Linked DNA regions of Hordeum vulgare: region 2 is linked to region 1. A link is a contact called in public Hi-C data. All regions are on one chromosome and are shown on one strand. Each heading gives the region's core, a stretch centred on a gene start, on an enhancer-like site or on the middle of the called end of the contact. The rest is flanking DNA. Distances are from core to core; before and after follow the strand shown.

Evidence for each region. Hi-C and Micro-C count contacts between places; a contact is called where the count stands out from the background.
Region 2: a Hi-C map of leaf shows a contact between it and region 1, with 2.8 times the contacts expected there. The contact joins the promoter of LOC123432717 here to the promoter of LOC123432695 in region 1. A contact is called at or near these places in 4 of 6 Hi-C or Micro-C datasets (leaf and seedling).

Annotation. Positions count from the first base shown.
Region 1 is chr1H:308,005,770-308,011,467 of MorexV3_pseudomolecules_assembly, forward strand. LOC123432695 (1-acyl-sn-glycerol-3-phosphate acyltransferase BAT2, chloroplastic) reads right to left here and starts at 2,333. Exons shown (of 5, transcript XM_045115409.1): 1 at 1,773-2,333; 2 at 1,502-1,666; 3 at 519-925; 4 at 95-196; 5 at 1-4. The coding sequence starts at 1,842.
Region 2 is chr1H:308,159,221-308,164,607 of MorexV3_pseudomolecules_assembly, forward strand. It overlaps LOC123432717 (wings apart-like protein 2), which reads right to left and starts at 1,358. Exons shown (of 13, transcript XM_045115413.1): 1 at 595-1,358. The coding sequence starts at 1,076.

The DNA.
Region 1 (5,698 bases), core at 1,083-3,582:
CTCGCTGGGATAATTATAAAATGTCATTACTTCATCGAATTGAAAGTTAAGAGCATAATACACGCGAGTTGGATCTCTTTCGACGGAACCTAACCTTGAATATACCTAGCTTTCCATCTTTACTTCGAGTTCCCTCTGGAAAGAAAAATACAGATGCCCCCCTTTTCACCAAATCCACACACCGTTTTAGACAGTCCTGAATTTAGAGGATAGATGGTATGTTCAACATGGAGTGCAAAATGGGTAAACCCTATAATAGGAAGACATTGAACAAAAAATGACATTAATGTTGAAAACTAAACTACACAAAATGGTTATCAGGCTTGGGCGTATGCCTGTACACTTCACGTAAGATGCAGGAGCTGCGCTAACAAACAGGATATGCAAAGAATTACCAAATAAAATAAGAACTTCTTCAGTGGCACAAAATACAGGTAATCCACAACTTATATTCAATCAAAAGATTATCGCAATTTCAGAGTCTACTGACAAAGGAAGGGGTAAGGCTAAGGCCATACCAGCTGACTCCTGCTGTCCATCCGTCGTAAAGGAATGACACCCAGGAGATACATTGCCCACCCAATAATTGGAAGCATAAAGATACTGGTCTTGCTTATAAATTTGTAGCACCTTCCTAGAGTTAGAAGGGTATAGATATCCAAGAAGCTCTGATGGTTAGCAACATAGACAGCAGGGCTACTATTGGGAGGTAGATTCTCCGTTCCCTCGACTTCAAGCTTGTAGAACATGGAAATTGTCAAAGTAGCCCAAATCTTTGCGATATAGTGCTGGGCTCTCCTACGGTGTCGGTCAAACAAGAGCACAAGTGGATGAACCACAACCATAGCTATAAACAAAAAGATCGCCGCAACAGCAGTCACAGTGTAGAAGAAGAACCCTCTGATCCTCGAAGCCACTTGAAGCTCTGGTTAAATAAATAAATATAAGCAAGTCTTCTCACCAACAACAAAAAGTGGGCACAAAAAAAAATCCAGCTAGTATATAATTTGAATGATTTCATTTTCACCCACAGAATGTTTGCAAAATACGTGGAGATGATTTTCCTAATACGTACGTTCTGATCAGTAAGGTCTACAACTTAACAACTGTTGTTCTCCCTCTGAAACTAATCTAAAACCTGTAATGACACCTTTCACATCAGTAGACGTAACAATTATAAGCCTACAATCCATCATATATTGGTTAAACAGAAGGGAGGAAAGTATCAAATCCTATCCTCTGGCCCATCGTGAAATGAAGGGTTGGGACAATAGTTTGAGTTTCTGCATTATTGGTTTGTCCAAATTCACCTAACTCACAGGGCACTAGGCACTAGCAACGGCAACATTGCAGGTTCACATACGCTCCATAACTTCCATATTTCGTAAAACTACAGTACATGTCAATGTAATTTTCTAGCTAGCACAGCTCAGCTACGCGGGCACTGGCATAATAAGAAGTTCGAAGCATTTGGCTCTAGAGATGGGAGGAGGCCTGAAACCTGGTAGCCGCGACGAATCCTCGGGGTCATCGGCGGCAGCGGCGGTGACACCCGACCTGACAACCAGCCACCGGCACCTCCCCGCCTGGAGCACCCGCGGGCTAGGGCAGCGGGACGCCACGGACACCCACCGAGTCCGGCCCTTCATACCAGCGGCAGCCACCACTGCAGAAGAGCGAAACAGAAACCAAACACCAGATAAGATAGGATCAGCAGCAGCATCGCTGGGCTTTCTCCAGAGGTAATCTAATCGTCGAGCCGCGTCGCGTACCGTGGGCGACGGAGGGACCGGCGGGGACGGCCGGGGCCGCGGTCGGCCTCAGCCACACGAGCGTCCCCATGGGCGGACTCGCCGCACGCGCCCCCCTGAGCCGGCGAGGGCGGCACGAACGGCGGGCGGGGAGGCGCGCGCCTAGCTCGGCAAGCGACCGAGACGGTGGCCGGACCGCGGAGGCGGGGCGGGGGCGCCGCGTCAGATCCGCGAGGCTCTAGATCATTGGCCGGGACGGCGAGGCGGTGGCGCGCGCGCACGTGGCGAACGTGGGGTTGTTCGGTCTGGGGCGAGAGAATCCGGAGGCCGGGGGGATGAAGCTCCGTTGGTGAGAGTGGATAAAGTCGCGAGGGTGGAAGCGGAAGCGGGCGGGCGAGCGCGCGCTGACTGGATGCGCATGCGCGCGCGGACGGAAGGGCGTGGAGGGAGGTGACTGGACTCGGGCGAAACGGTGGCCGGCGGCTGCCGGCGGTGGTTTGTTTCGGCGGTGTTTGCCAAGTTCCTTTGTAGAGTACATTCTGTGGCCTGGTTTGCTTTATCTGCTCCGACGAAGTAACATGTATCGGAGAGTGTACTTTCGTATTTTATTGTTCGGAAAATCTAATTGGCAATGTGCGCACGGCTGTGTTGCCATGCGGCGGGCGGACTGACCCATCTAATTTAAACATATCGTATGGGGTCATTAAATTAGGGAGAGGAAAGAGTTTTGCATGCTACAGACAACGTGTGATTCCTTTTGATGTTTGAAATTTAAAAAGTTTTATCTACAAAACCGTTAATTCGATCGATGATCTGCTTTCATCATTGGCTTTCTCGTGACGAGTTCTTCAAAACTAGATCACATGTCGACATGTTTCGCCAACTATTTTTTTTCATTTATACTTGCCACATTTTTTGATCCATTTATCATATTATTAACCACTTACTTGCCTTCAAAAAATTAACTTGATTGTCATTTTTTTAATGTTGTTTCGTACAAAAGCTTGTAACAAATTTCATTATACATGATATAAAAGCATGTCATTGGTTCTGTCTGTCAATTTAAAATATACCAACTTGTCATATTTTACAATGACTGACAAATTGTCTGAGACAATATGATGACGAGATAGGATTAAAATGACAAGCACAAAAAATATACGTGGCAACTATGATTTTATAAGCACGTACAAGCTTTATGAGACCACATGACAACTTAGTAGAATAAAAATGACAAACACATCAAAACATTTTGGGGACTTCATTTATAAGCATCGACAATCTTTGCACGAAACGACATAAAAAATTATGACAATTAAGTTATTTTTATTGGGCAAGTAAGTGGTTAATAATATAGCAAGTGAGCGGAACAATGTGGCAATTAGGGGAGGAAAAAAAGTTTATCGAAATATGTCGACATGGGATCTAGTTTCGAAGATCTTGTCGTGACAAAGCCAACGGTGAAAACAGATCATCAATTGGATTAACGGTTTTAAAGATAAAACTTTTTAAATTTCAAGCATTAGAGAGAATCTTTAAGTCTATATTTAGGTGCATGTGCAACGGCGTGATAGCAACATGCATACATATTAGTATAAGAACCGCCGCACCGCAACACCCGGGTGCGGCGTCGCTCTATAGTCGAGTCCTTTATTGTTTTTTCTTTTGAATTGTCGATTCTTTCATGGGATGGAGCGGCGCCGCACCTTAGCGTTCCCGTGCAGCGGCTGCTGTACACATGCATACACATGCATTGCAAATCCATGATCCATTAATATCACTAAGTTAAGTATTATCATCATTTAAAAAAATAAGCTAAGTATTGTCATAACGCGGCTAGTCCCCTCTCTCTCTCCTATGCATGCATGGGATGAAATCAAGAAAAGATTTCTATTAATGTTTGAAATTCAAAAAGTTTTATCTACAAACCCGTTAATTCAATCGATGATCCGCTTTCATCATGGACTTTCTCACGATGAGTTCTTCGAAACTAGATCTCATGTTGACATGTTTCGTCAACTTTTTTTTTTCATTCATACTTGCCACATTTTTTGACTCACTTGCCATATTATTAACCACTTACTTGTGTGAGAAAAATAACTTGATTGACACTTTTTAATATTGTTTCGTACAAAGCCTTGCAGCAGTTTTCATTATACATGATATAAAAAAATGTCATGGGTTGTGTTTGCCAATTTAAATATGCCAACTTCTCATGTTTACATACTACTTTGCTAGAAAACTATTTTTTGTGCTTGTTAGTTTAACTATGCCGAGTTGTTATATTTAGAAACGATGATCAAAAAAGATTTCTTTTGATCACCGGTTCTAAATATGTTGAGTTGTCATATTTTTTCCCGTAATTGCTTAAAAAAAGTTGTTTGTGCTTGTCATTTTGATTATCTCGAGATGTAATATGTATACGCAATTTAAATTTTTTTAGCGATTAAGTTATTTTTATCAGACAAGTAAGTACTTACTAATATGATAAGTAAGTGTAACAAATGTGGTAAGTACGAGCAAAAAAAAAGTTGTCAAAACATGTCAAGATGGGATCTAGTTTTGAAGATTTCGTCGAAACAAAGTCAACGACGAAAATGGATCATTGATCGAATTAACGGTTTAAGAGATAAAAGTTTTTGAATTTCGATCATTCAGAATAAACGTGATGACATCATGTATGCATGCATGCATGACCGGCCGCACGGGATGTTGAGAATGCGGTGGATAAATTTTTCCTAGAATAAATGTGACGACATCATGTATGCATGCATGCATGATCCGCTGCACAGGATGTTGAGAATACGGCGCTTTTGGATAGATTTTGCCTTCTTTCTTAGTCATCTCCACAACAGACCCCCAAACTTCCCGTAATGATCCGGACCGCAGAAGTCATTCAACATCGACCTGTATCGATTCATGAAGCGGTTTGGATATGGTTTCTTCTGCAAACTGAAGACAAACATGAAAAAATTTATTGCAGTCCCAACGGCGAAGGTAGAGGGTGGCCATGGCCCACCCTGAAACTTCAAAATACCTTTAATATCATAGAAGAAAGGTCATAAAATAAAAGAAAATAATATATGTGTGTACAGTAGCATTGTTGGTCCACTGGCCGAGTGGGCTAGGTCCGCCACTAGCACTTCGTCATGGGGATATGTACCTAGGTTAGGGTCACACGCATTTCCTGAGTGTCCTACCTAAGGGTACATCATTATTAGCTGAAAGGTCGCAAAGAAGATTCCGACTGGATGGCCATGACATCTAAAAAGTCACTCGGTATGATGCCACTCGGAAGATATTCCCCTTCACTCGACAACCAACTTTCACTCGGAAGATACTAGTCGACACAGAAGACCAGAAGCCACCTCAAGGGAGGCCAACGGGCAGGCGTTCAGCTAATATTCATGAATAGCATTAATTACATACATACGTTATCAGTAACGTACACCTTTAAACCTTATTGATCGAACCCTTAGGTGATGAGGCCTTGATGAGGGGTAGTGCACTCTATATAAGCCACCCCTCTCCTCTCGCACAAGGGTTCGCACCTCCAGTAACACACATTTCACACTGCAAAAGCTCCCGAGCACTGAGACGTAGGGCTATTACCTCTACGAGAGGGGCCTGAACTCATACATCTTGCGTACAAGCTTGCCGTAGCTAGGTCTCCATCGTATCTACTTTTTCAAACTCTTTTGCCCTTGTTTTGGACTCTAATTTGCATGATTTGAATGGAACTAACCTGGACTGACGTTGTTTTCAGCAGAATTGCCATGGTGTTGTTTTTGTGCAGAAATGAAAGTTCTCGAAATGTCCTGAAAATTTATGGAGAATATTTCTAGAAAATATGAAAAATACCTACGCAAAGATCCACCGGATGGGATGGGCCAGTGGGCCACAAGCCCTGTTGCCGTGGCCCCCCCTGTCCGCGGCAACCAAGCTTG
Region 2 (5,387 bases), core at 108-2,607, 150 kb after region 1:
CAACAATGCTCTTCAGACATATCTATAAGCCCGAGTAAATCCTAAGTCAACAGGGAAGATGTCTTTCTAGACATTTCCAACCAATCACCATGCTTCCTTCTTATGGAGTAACGGGATACTGGAGGTCTTAGCAAAAACAAAGAGACCAGCCTGCTTGAGACGCAGATAACTCAAGTGCATACTCCTTAAGCCCAGTTGTGATATAGTTAGCCAATGGGGATTCTCCACGATATGTGAAGTCTTGATTCTACCACAATAACCCCGACAAAGCAAGCTAATCGAACTAACAGCTCAGGCCAGGCAAGCAAACAAGATTTATATTCGCGAGTTAGCTGCATGAGCTAAGCTATATTCATCACAAGACAGAGGAAACAGAGCGGACTCGTTCGTGGTTTGAAGGCCAAAAGGTGGTTCCTTTCCCCAAGAAACCGAGCCCTAACCGTACAAGATCCCTATCTTTGAACCTAGGTCGCCCGCAAGAAGCCCCAATTTCGTAACCCTAACCCGAGGCTCTCGATTCGGAGAGCCAAGATTGGGCACCAAGAAGCCAACTTGTTGTTCCCCACGGAGCGCTTAAAAGAAAGGCGTACTGACCCCTGAGCCCGGAGGACGCGGCGGCGCGCGGCGGAGGTGCAGATCCCGAGCAGCGCGAGCAGGCTGGCCCGGCGCACCCGCCTGGGCGCGGTGGGCCGCAGCCCGTCGAGCGCGAAATTGACCTCGTCGACGCTCTCCATCATCTCCCCGTACTCCTCGGCCTCCATGAGCGTGGCGGTGGCCGGCTCGGGCTCGGGGTCGGCGTGCCTCCCGCGGCGCCACCCCTTCCGGCGCGGCGGCGGCGGCGGCGGCTGCGTGGGCGGGTCCTCGTCGAAGTCCCACATCGAGGAGGACTCCTGCGACGGCGGGAAAAGCTGGGGCTGCGACCCCGGCGCCGACAGCTCGTCGTCCCCGTCCCCGCCGTCGAAGTCGAACGCGTCCTGCGAGGACGAGAGGCCGCGCTCCCCTCCGCCTCCGCCTCCGCCTCCGCCGGCGCCGGCGCCGCAGGTGCGGGATCTGCGGCCGTAGGTGCGCACGATCATGGCGACTCGCTGCTGCTGCGGGTAGCTGCGCCTGCGCGCATGCGAGGGGGGAGAGAGAGAGAGAGAGAGATTTGGGCGTGGGCGTCTCTGTCTGGGTTTCGAACGTTTTGCTTTGCGGCTGATCCGGATTTGGGGATTCCGGCCTCGGAGCCGGAGGGGAGGAATTCGGGGACGGGGAGCTGGTTACTGCCTGACTACTGCTGGCCAGGTTTGTTAGTCTCGACGCGCTTCTCGACCGTCAGATTGTTGTTCATCTGTCGTGGTTTTGATGATACTTTTCCTTTTTTTGTTGAGATCCCGGTTTTGATGATACTTCTGCTCACCCACTGGTCGAGGAGACCGGGCCTGTCGGAGAGGAAGCAGGGGACGTCGTGGAAGAAGCCGATGCGGAGGTGGTCGTCGGAGCGGAAGAAGGTCGTCGTCGAAGTAGTGAAAGCAGGGGCGATCGGCGACGATTAGCCGCGGGAACGGACTCCCCTGAGGTCCAGCGTGCTCCTGGGCTGCTTGGAGAGGACGGAGGTGCACGACAACGATGGCGACGAGCTCATTACGGATCGGCCATGGCGGAGGAGGAGCTCGGCCCGCCTACTGACGATCCAGAGAGAGGGAGGAGGAAGAGGAAGGAGGTGGCGACGCTTGGAGGAACCCTAGCGCACTGCCTGGACGCTAAGGAATAAATAGGGGGCGAGGGAGGCCGCCTCGACGTCCGTGAGCAACGGCGTCGACCTCTCTGTCTCGCTTCTCTCTGAACCCTGACGGAAAGTAGAGGAAGAAGCAACGGTATCTACAGGAGGGGAACGAAAGGAGCACGCGGCCCAACTAGCGAGAGAACAAAGAAGGTGGGCCGGCGAGGGGGAGGAGGCCCGCTCGGTTGGTGCCAAAATAAAAGAAAGAACCCACTGGGGCGGAGGAGGAGGATTTTCTGGAGGAGGAGGTGGTGGCGGCATCTCAGCACCCTCACGACCTGGATTCTGACGAGTTGGTGGAGTCATCCTGAAGACGGACAACACATTAGCCCACAGAATAAATTGAAGGTAAAGCTGAATCAAAAAGACAGGAATATCTGAACAGGAATATTAGCAATTGCACTCGAACAAAATAGTAAGAATGCTTCATCAAAGTGACTGTCGACAAAATTCTGATTAAGATCATTTGCAAACAAGTATGAGCTAGAACTGCTCGGAACAAACGTATGATCGATATTTCATCCGATATCTTCATGGATAAGATCACACGGGCTCGAATTTACAGTAGCCATCATGTGCAAGGTAGTGCACACGACTTACGAAGCATCCCCAAATCGTAGCAAGCTACAAGGACTCTTTAAGACACAACGAGAACCGCTGTAAGACGACCATAAACAAACGTACCCACTGAATGTCGAATCCCAACCTCACATCATGCATCTGTAGGAAGATTGTCCTATAAGTCACTATTTGATATCCCACCTATGAATTCCCGAAATATCTGGTCATGCAATATGGTACACGGATACAAGGAGTAATATTCACACAACTCCTATACTAACCCGTCCAATGTATCACATCCGTCAACACATAACCAGAATCTCGGACATTCATCTAACACAGACCCTCGTGATCACAACGATACAAAGTATGGCAGTACTGGGGACATCGAGGTTATCTCGCCACTACTAGTATTGAAGCAATTACGAACATCCTTCGTTCTGAGATACTCAGAATCTGAATGATGGCGATGTGCACAAGAATCTCCTGGAGCTCAACTCCTCCAAAGAAATCAAGGCAGACAGGAGGCGCCAAGACAGAACTCCGTCACATCGATATCATATAGATTTCAAAATACCCGCGTGATACTAAAAAAATTGAGCGAGAAGATGAGTAGAATTAAGATTTCCTAAGTCGAGAACCTCACCAGAGCATGGAAGAGGAGAAAAAAGAAACCTACTCTCCGATATAACTAAGACTCAAAAGATTTTACTAGACTCAACTCGGCCAAGTACGATCACACAAAGGCTCCTATGGGCGTAAAACTCTGATACCAACTTGTAACGAATAAGATGCGGTCCTTTCCAATTTAGGGAACGAGGCCCCAAAATGGAAAGAAGCGCATCTAAGCGTTTCGCAAGCAAGATAAACATAGCACATACATAATTTAAGAATGACAAATAGGGAATTGTTTGCCATCTCCATAGATAATATCAGAGTTACATCCACACATTTATTCAGACAAGATAGTTCCGCTACAGACTACATAACATAAGAAAAGGCTATGCTATCCCGCATGCTTGCCCACGATCACGACCACGGCCTCAGTCTTCTGGATAGTTCACGTACAGGCGGTCGTTCTCCTCATCGTACTGTCACACCAGCTGCGTGCCATCAGGATCACCTGTGTCGAGCGTACCTGTACCTATTGGGGGTTGAAGTAATCTGTGAGCCACACGGACTCAGCAATCTATGACCTTGGTACCGAAACTAGTCAAGTTATTAGGTGAGGAAGGTTCAGTGTTTAGGCTGCAGCATCCTAAGCATTTATGGTGGCTAACTTACGTAGAACAGAGTTATTGATGTGGTGGTCTACGCTAGTGGTCGAAGACTAGCTGATCACTAAGTGATCCTGATCACCTACTTATGTCAAACATAACCCCACCGTGTTCCCAATCGAAGAGAGGTCTTCGAAGGGGACAGTCACGGTTACGCACACGGTTGGCAGTTTTATTAGAATTAGTTCAAGTTATCTAGAACCAGATGTTAACAAATATTCCAAGTTGCCACATAATCGCGGGCACGGCTTTCCGAAAGATTAAACCCTGCAGGGGTGCTCCAACTAGTTCATCACAAACGGTCACGGGCCGCAAAGTAATCCTCTATCACGAATCTCGTGATCTCGTTGGATTCCTTCGAGGAAAACCTCAACTCTGGGGAGAACCAAAGCTTCATGGGATTCCTATACGCAAGATATATCGCTAAGGTAAGACAAGACTAGCAGGACCTCCCGTCGTGTCGACGACCCCGATAAGAGCCGCGTATCTCAGTCTCAGGACACGACGGATGAGCTAGACGTCGGGATGGCTAAACCACTGGGTGACCAGGGGGCCCCGGACATCGCTCAGGTGGGACCAACACTCATGAGGAGCACTGGCCCGGGTTGTTGATTAAAATCCTTGGGGTAGCTATTCCCTATGCAAATTATTATTAGGTGATTAGCAAATTAAAACCAATGTTGGGTCCTGTCGGACAAGTCTTAACACTACACGATTTATCAAGGGGGTCCCCATAACAACCCTGAACGTGTTAGGAGCGATCAGTTATGGAATCAAACACTGGTAGCCGGAAACTAAGGCGGCAATAACGGAACAAATCACCCGGCAAAAGCTAGGCCTTCCATCATTTACCAAGTATATAGGTGCATTAATTAAATAACAAAATAATACATAATGATATCAAAACTCATGTTATCACATGAGACAATTGGCACCTTCAACTAGCAACGCTAACATTAGAAGCTGAGCAAGCCTACTTAGCCATTCAATATTAGCTAGGAGGGGAAAGTGTTTGGGTTTCATGGCAATATCAGGAGGCAATTATATCAGTGGTAGGCAGCGAGCATATGACGAAGGAAACGTGAATCTAGGCATAACAAAGCTAGAGACGGTATCAAGGTCATGGTCATCTTGCTTGTGATGTCTTCAGCTTGGAACTGCTCTTGTTCATCCTGCACGTACTCTCCCGAATCCACGTACTCGCTCTCCGATCCCAGTGCTACCCAATATAAAAACAACAACCAATGAACAACAACACAACATGATGCAACAAACACATGATGCATGAGATGAGAATGTAGCATGCATCTCTATTCTAGTCACTTGCAAGTGCATGAGAAGAAAAGACAAACTTCTGGACAGAACTTCACTCTAAGCTATTTGACATGCATGAAGATGACATGAACAGATGCATCACGAGAAAGCGATGCAAAAAACATATAAAGAACGTTGAGAACGGAGCTACGGATCAACCGGAAACTACAAAACAAGAAATGGAGTCCTACGGATCAAATCTACCACAAGCCTCTCCAATGGCATACTTCTGGCATTCCCAGGTTGCCACATGACCAAACAAACAAGTATAGGTGCGGTGGTGCAAAGAAACTCACCACACCACCAACTATGCACTCACAAGTTTCAAAACAACAAAACTATGCATTCTGTCCTAAACAACATCATAGCAGTTTGAGAGCAACATGCAAAGCACCTACAACCACCCAAATGTGCCAAACAAGATATGTGGCAAAAGCTATTCAAAAGCTCTACAAGCATGAGCAAAAAGATAA